Regions from separate parts of the Gossypium raimondii genome. Here region 2 is linked to region 1. Evidence: chromatin contacts called from public Hi-C data. All regions are on one chromosome and are shown on one strand. Each heading gives the region's core, a stretch centred on a gene start, on an enhancer-like site or on the middle of the called end of the contact. The rest is flanking DNA. Distances are from core to core; before and after follow the strand shown. Region 1 holds the start of LOC105763532. Region 2 holds the start of LOC105762061.

Region 1 (3,476 bases), core at 407-2,906:
TATGTTGTTTAATATTTTGCATGCTTAGACAAACAAATGAAATGATGGTATCTTGCGATTTTCTCTCCAGATTCATATTCTGTCGAGCTGTGCTCTCTGCTTTTTGTTCTTCAGAAGAGAGCGAACAATATGTACCTGTTTGCCTACCACAACTTCCTAATTCTCTGTCTCCAAAGGCTGAAGTCGTGCAGTCTTCAGTCAGCCAGCTTGCAAATCACCTGAACGTTGCCGACGGCTTTCACTTTGACAACACATAAACAGGGTCATAAGTTGATGAACTCTGTACGATAACATTGTGGTTTTCTGATAGGAAGATTCATTCAATTTATAGTTTTTTTATGGTACAGTAGCTCCTGTAATTTCACCCTTAGTTGGCAATTCTGGGTACTCAAAAAGACATATGGTTGCTAAGCGAGGCTTAAACCAGGCATCGTTGAGGAATTTGATCGAGCATGCTCACTTCAGCTTCTGTAATCGCCTACAAACTCCTCGCTGGTTTAATAATCTCTTTTCCGGAACTTTATCCTGGTAAGCCACTATTCTTAAAATGGGTAAGGTATGCATGAACATAGGTGGCTGAAGTCTTTAGGAGTCCCACCATTGATGTATAATAAGGTAACTGCTGTCATGAACGTTAGATAGAGCCTTTTCTGTTTAGTGTTCCATTTTCTTTTAAAAATTTTTTGGGCAGATTTGAAAAAGAAAAATGAGGTAGGCTAGTGGGGTTTTTTTGTTTTTTTCGGTTTGATTTATATGTTTTCTTAAAGAAGTGTTAATGGAAAGAACTAGAATGTAAATTGAATATTGGTAATCGAGGAAGCGTCTCAATACGTGTAATTGCAATGCATTTTTTTTCTTTAATAGTTGTACTTGCTTTCAATTTATTTTATTGGAATTTAATGTCTTGATGATATTAATTGAGTCAAGCTCAATCAATTATTTATTTTAATATTACCTCTTTAGATAAAAAATAAAATAAAAAAACTCTTTTCAAGTAAATTTTAACAAAAAAAATACAGATGAGTATAACATATTTATTTAATTATGAAAATAGCATACTAAAAGCCAAATTAGTATTCCTATTCTGATATGCGTCAATATAGGTTTTACTATTTAAAAGAAACAAATCATGATTTGAGCTCATTCCTATAATACACATTTAAAAAAGGAATTATGTATTTTTAGGAACGTGAATTGTTATGTATTCACAAACAAAAGTTAATATTGAAATAAATTTTATCACAAAATATTAAAATTTATAGTTAATATCTCAAAGGTTAAAATATGATGCTAGTCTCACAAAATTTAAAATCTAATTATTGTATTTTAAAAGTTAAAATTCAATCTTCAAATTTTCCTTTTAAAATTTCAGTCAATCATTAAAACTGTTGGTATTTTTATCAAAATTTGTAAATTTTAAATTTTAATTAGGTTGTTTTGTATAATTTGATATGTGATTGACAAAAAAATTTCTTAAATTGACAAATTTTATCAGAAACTATTAAAATGATAATAATTGAACTACAAATTTTAAATTGCAAAAATATAAAATTAAAATTTTAACATAAGTACTGACAAGTGACAACTGATTTTAACCTATTCAAAATGTTATTTTGATCCGAGCATTAGGCATCCATTGCCTGCCTTACTCACGAACGGCGTCGTTTAACCATCTCTGAACTTGAGTAAACTCTCAAAACTGGCCACTTAAAAATGTTTTTCGTTTTTCAAAATCCATATCAGTACTTTTTCCGGTCAAAATTGGTCCGTCAGTCGGGTCAGTTCATGTTTGTGTTGTTCAGTCGGGTCCGATAGTGATTTGCAAAACCACTTGCAGTTTAGAAAGAGCTCCGATCGATCTCACTCAACAGTTAGGTCAATAGCCGCTTTTGCAAATCGCCTAAACCAAGCCAAAAAAGCCCCCAAAACTCGACAAGGCCATGGTAGTTGCTAGTTCCAATCCCCACAACAAGGAGATGCAAATCCGTAGAAGAATAAGCAACATGTAATTTTCTTTTTCTCTCGCTTTCTCCTTTCATCTTCCCTAATTACTGATGCAAATTGCTTTTTTTTTTTGGGGGGGGGGATTGTTTTAAATAGATTCAATAAAAGAGAAGAGGATTTTCCATCACTGAGAGAATACAATGATTACTTGGAAGAAGTGGAAGACATGAGTATGTTGCGCTTTATTCAATTTCCCTAATCGTTTGGGTTTTTTTTCTTGGTTAAACTATCTAATTCGGGGGGTTTTGGGCAGTTTTTAAATTGATTGAAGGAATAGATGTTCAAGCTATTGAGGAGAAAATTACCAATTATCAGCAAGAAAATGCTGAGCAGATTATGATCAATCAAGCTCGTAAGGTACCTTTCAGTAACCCCTTTTTTAGGTTTCCTCCAGGGTGACTGAGGCTTATAACAATATCATCAAATTTTCTTTTCACAGAAATATTTCTTGGAAATTTTTACTTTTGAATTACTAAAATAAACTGTTTTGATGAACAGGCTGAAGATTTAGCTGCTGCAATGGCAGCAAGCAAGGGGATCCCAGTACAGGCCGATACTGATGGGGTGAGAGAATTCTATCATCATTGCTGTTTTAAACGTTTACCTCAGTTCTTGAATTCTGTTTCTAAACATAAAGCATGCATCGTCTCTTTGGTGTTATGTAGCTAGAACAATGCCTTGCAGTCAGTCTCAGTATTAAAGTGGTTGTAGTTAATTTCTTAACTTCATTCGTGTTGCTACTGCCTACCTACCGGCTTTGAGCAAAATGGTTAATAGCCAGTTCAATTGTTTGACATTTTAGATAATGATGGTAGTATATATTATTGTTTCCGGGATCTTTTTTTCTATTCCATTACTTTTTTTCATTTTGTTTCACATGACTGGGAAGAAGAGAAAATATGTACTTTGGGAAGTTCATTTGTTGAACCTTAGTGTACATGTTTTTACATCTGATTAAACCTTCTGCTAGTTTTGGTTTGGACATTTTCACCTACTCTAGTTTGTATTATTTGCTGTACTTGCAACGGATAACTGATATTTCCTTATTTATTTTGAGGTTCTCTCGAATTAATGTTTAGACGGTTTTGATTTATTGTACTTCAGGTTCTTGTTAAGACTTGAGACAACTTTGGTATATTTAGTTTTTGTTGAAGTTGCTTTCATGGTTCATCATTGCTGTAAATTTTTGGACTGGATGCATCTTGCTTCCATGTTTCTCAAATAAGGTTTCTTCTGCAGCTGTCAAAATGCAAAAATAATGTCACATTTTGATAGATAGACTTTTAAATTGCCTGTATTCTACTGGTTTTTGACTCTTCTTTTTCAATCGTTTAACACGTGACATAATCTAAGCTGATTGTTTGTTTACTTAAACAGGCCCTAAGCCAGAACTCACAAGCAGGGTTTGTAGCTGGTACCCAAGGTCAATATGCACCGACAGTTGCTGGAGGACAGCCACGACCAACAGGCAT
Region 2 (3,476 bases), core at 501-3,000, 140 kb before region 1:
CTTTGGAACTTCACTAAAACCAAAACCAAGAAGAAATGCACCTATAACAAGCCCAAAAGTATTCGACAAAGCCATTGCTAAACCAAGGATCCCAACACTCCCGTCAACATAAACTTATCAAGTAACAGAAAATAAGAATGTGTCAGTTGACAAGAAAGGGAAAGTTTCTAACGCCCACTTTTCTATACTTTATATAATCTATCACTTCAAAAACATCTGCATGCAACATATCTGATCTAGAAAAGAAATTTCAGCAAATAGAATATGAACAGGGATGAAAAGAAATCCAAAGTCTTAAGAGAAGATATAAAAACATGATACAATTTCAAATGTAATTCAAACCTTAATAAGCATCCAAGAACATATCAGAAGGACTATAATAAAACGAAGAAAAGTAACAATAAGTAAAGAAAGACAAGCGAACCAGTTCCTATTCATCAAGATGAGGAGAATAAGTCCTACAAGGCCAATAGAACCCACGACTGAATAGAAGACTAAATTGACACGCACACTAGTCTTCAATCTTTCAGTCACAGAGAAGTCTCCAGCATCTTCAAAACCCTGAATAAGGGGCACCACAACCTTGCTTATAACATAATTTAATTATATGAGGAAATGCACCACAATCTGCAAAACCATATAGAAGAATCATCTCTATTCCCAACAAAATAATCCCACAACTTAACATAAATGAAAATACAACAAATGGATAAGTACAACCACCAGTAATTGTCATTTCAAGCCCACATGAAAAAGTTGTAATAAATCACAACAATATGAATACAGTGCACCACCTTTGAATTATTTTAACCTTAGCTTATAAAGTAGAATCTAAAAACTTGAAAACCTATATCCATCCCGAAAGAATTAAGAAAGTTCATTTACAGGAACTACAATCAATTGTGCCACTAAAGAAAATTGATCTAGAATACTCTAAATGGCATATCCCCGTGAATTTTAGTTCAACAAAAAAGGCATCCATCAATAGAGAAACCAAATAAACTAGTGCGAAATTCAATGAAGAATGAAACGTACCATGTAAGGAGAAAAGTACCCCAATAAGACCAACTCTAAAAAAACGAGATTCCTCCATTTTCAATATCATTATCTGGGTTCGATATCGTCTGCACTAAGTTAACATTATTATTTTTAATTTGTCTAGCCTAACTTATTACAATATTAAAAAAGAAAGAAAGATAGATCCAACAAATAAAGTACATTTCCGAACGGAATTAAAAAGAACAAAGAATTACCGTTCAGATATCCGCGGGGACGAGGATGATAATGGAAAGAGAACAGAACCAAGCGTATTCGACGGTGAAGAGGACGTAACGAGGGACATCCGGGCCAACGAAGTACCTCAAGGTGAGAATAACCATCCCTAAGGTTAAAGGCAGCGAGATCAAGTAAAATACCCACATATCCCCTTGCCTTTTCCTCTTCCACGGATTTTCTTCTATTGAAATCACAACCAGTCATGGTGGTTGCTTCTTTCTATCTATCACGGTCGGTCGCGGTGGTTGCTTTGTATTGTGCTCAACGCTTCGTGCGGGATTTCGTGCGGTGTGGGGCAAAAATCACAACCAGTCATGGTGGTTGCTTCTTTCTATCTATCACGGTCGGTCGCGGTGGTTGCTTTGTATTGTGCTCAACGCTTCGTGCGGGATTTCGTGCGGTGTGGGGCAAGGCGTTTTGGGACTAACGTTGCTTTAGGCTTGGGAGATTTAATTAACCTTTAGATGGGCTGATTTTCGTGATTGGGGAAAATTTTGGGCTTTATAAATGAAAAGGAAAAATGAGGACAAGACATGATCCGATAGAGATTTAAAAATCCGATAAGGGATAGAATCAAAGATGTTTCATATTTTTAAACTGTTGCCAATTGATGTTATTATTTTATTTTTAAAAAACTTATTCTTTTGCCCCTAAGTTTTAGCTCAATTGGCATGGGTATTATTGTTAATGCAGGAGGACGTGGGTTTTAATGGGTTAAAACGCATTATTCTCTTATTTATGGGTTGAGGAGGGGCTAGCATATATGATCAGAACTTGTAATATAATTGTTCAAAAAAAATTATCCTTTTATGTGGTTTTTTATATTATTTTTTATAATATATGTAGTTAGATTTTCAGAATACTATCTCGATATTTATAGGTATGGAGTTTGTTGAGATTTTTCTACTTGATCAAGTTTTTCACATCCTATTGGAATCAATGTAATTATTTTGAAATGATCGCAATACCTCAACACCTATGAATGTCGAGATCCTTATACAATATATAAACAATTATATTTATTAACAGTAATAATAAATTGCAATGAATATAAATATACATCAACATACCTCTTCATCGACTTGTTGATTGATTTCTCATCACGTCCAAATAAAGTCCTTTCAATAATGTGTATGATCCAAACAACCCCTAAGTTTGTTTAAATATTTAATGCAATAGGTGATTATAAATATTGATAATTGAATACACCTTAAGATATTGTACATAATTATACTTTTACCTTCTATTTAGAGGGAACTCTCATGATTAGGAAGAGATGGGCCCTAACCATGTTATCTTTATCCATGCCCATGTTTGCAGAAGCAGCCAACAACCATTTATCTCATCAATCAATTCTCAAGTCGCCTTATGGAGCACCCGATACAAATACATCAAATTCGCTAAACCCCAATTGAATCGATTGATCATCCAAGAAAACTCTAGTGAGGAAGATACATGGACCTTATTGCTAGTCTTGTTTGGCAACAAAATTCCTCTTAACATCCAAAACATCTAAGCTTTTATAGATTGATTCATCTCCTCCACAGTTGCAAATTGTGAAGGGGCTAGTTTGATAAACCTCTCAAATCATGTGCATTTCACACAATTGTCATCTAATTCTTCTTGTCCTTATCCTTAAACGGGATGACACCCAACAAATGATGGTACTTGTGCTCCACGTTGATGCTACTAGCTTCGATTAAGCGACATCCTCTAGTATTATAGTCACTTCCCCACGTGAAACTGTAATGAATGTGTTTTCGCCATCCATTTTTCTAACAAGACGACAAGTGACTTCAGTAATTTTATACTATGTTGAGCATGAACAACTTGGTCGTGTCACTGTTTAGAATTTTACAAAAAAAAATTGTTAATATTTAATTTCACAAAATCTTAAAAACATTTCTACAAAAAAAATAATTTACTTGCCAATTTTACCATATTGGCGGCATCTTTTGCTATATGTTTTATTTTAAACCTTAAATCAACCATTTCTTTCCTAAAAAAAGAAAAAAAATTTAAGGGTTTGAGAGGATTTTGGTTGAAAAAAAGAAAAGAGAGAAAATAATTGAGTATTTATAGACTGAAAGTCGACTCTCATGATTGTCAACTTTCACTCACTACACCAAAACAGGCTTTTAGCGGCGTTTTTTAGCGCCGCTAAAAGAATTTGCGGCGCTTTGAGAAGCGTCGCAAAAAAC

Evidence for each region. A called contact is a pair of places that touch in the nucleus more often than the background predicts.
Region 2: a contact with region 1 is called in a Hi-C map of leaf, with 4 times the contacts expected there. The contact joins the promoter of LOC105762061 here to the promoter of LOC105763532 in region 1. A contact is called at or near these places in 2 of 2 Hi-C or Micro-C datasets (both in leaf).

The regions. Positions count from the first base shown.
Region 1 is chr12:21,621,481-21,624,956 of ASM2569854v1, reverse strand. It overlaps LOC105763532, which reads left to right and starts at 1,656. Exons shown (of 5, transcript XM_012581771.2): 1 at 1,656-2,005; 2 at 2,101-2,174; 3 at 2,258-2,361; 4 at 2,503-2,568; 5 at 3,382-3,476. The coding sequence starts at 1,941. LOC105763533 reads left to right here. Exons shown (of 9, transcript XM_012581773.2): 9 at 71-861. The coding sequence ends at 257.
Region 2 is chr12:21,762,698-21,766,173 of ASM2569854v1, reverse strand. It overlaps LOC105762061, which reads right to left and starts at 1,750. Exons shown (of 15, transcript XM_052625220.1): 1 at 1,254-1,750; 2 at 1,032-1,124; 3 at 417-582; 4 at 1-113. The coding sequence starts at 1,421.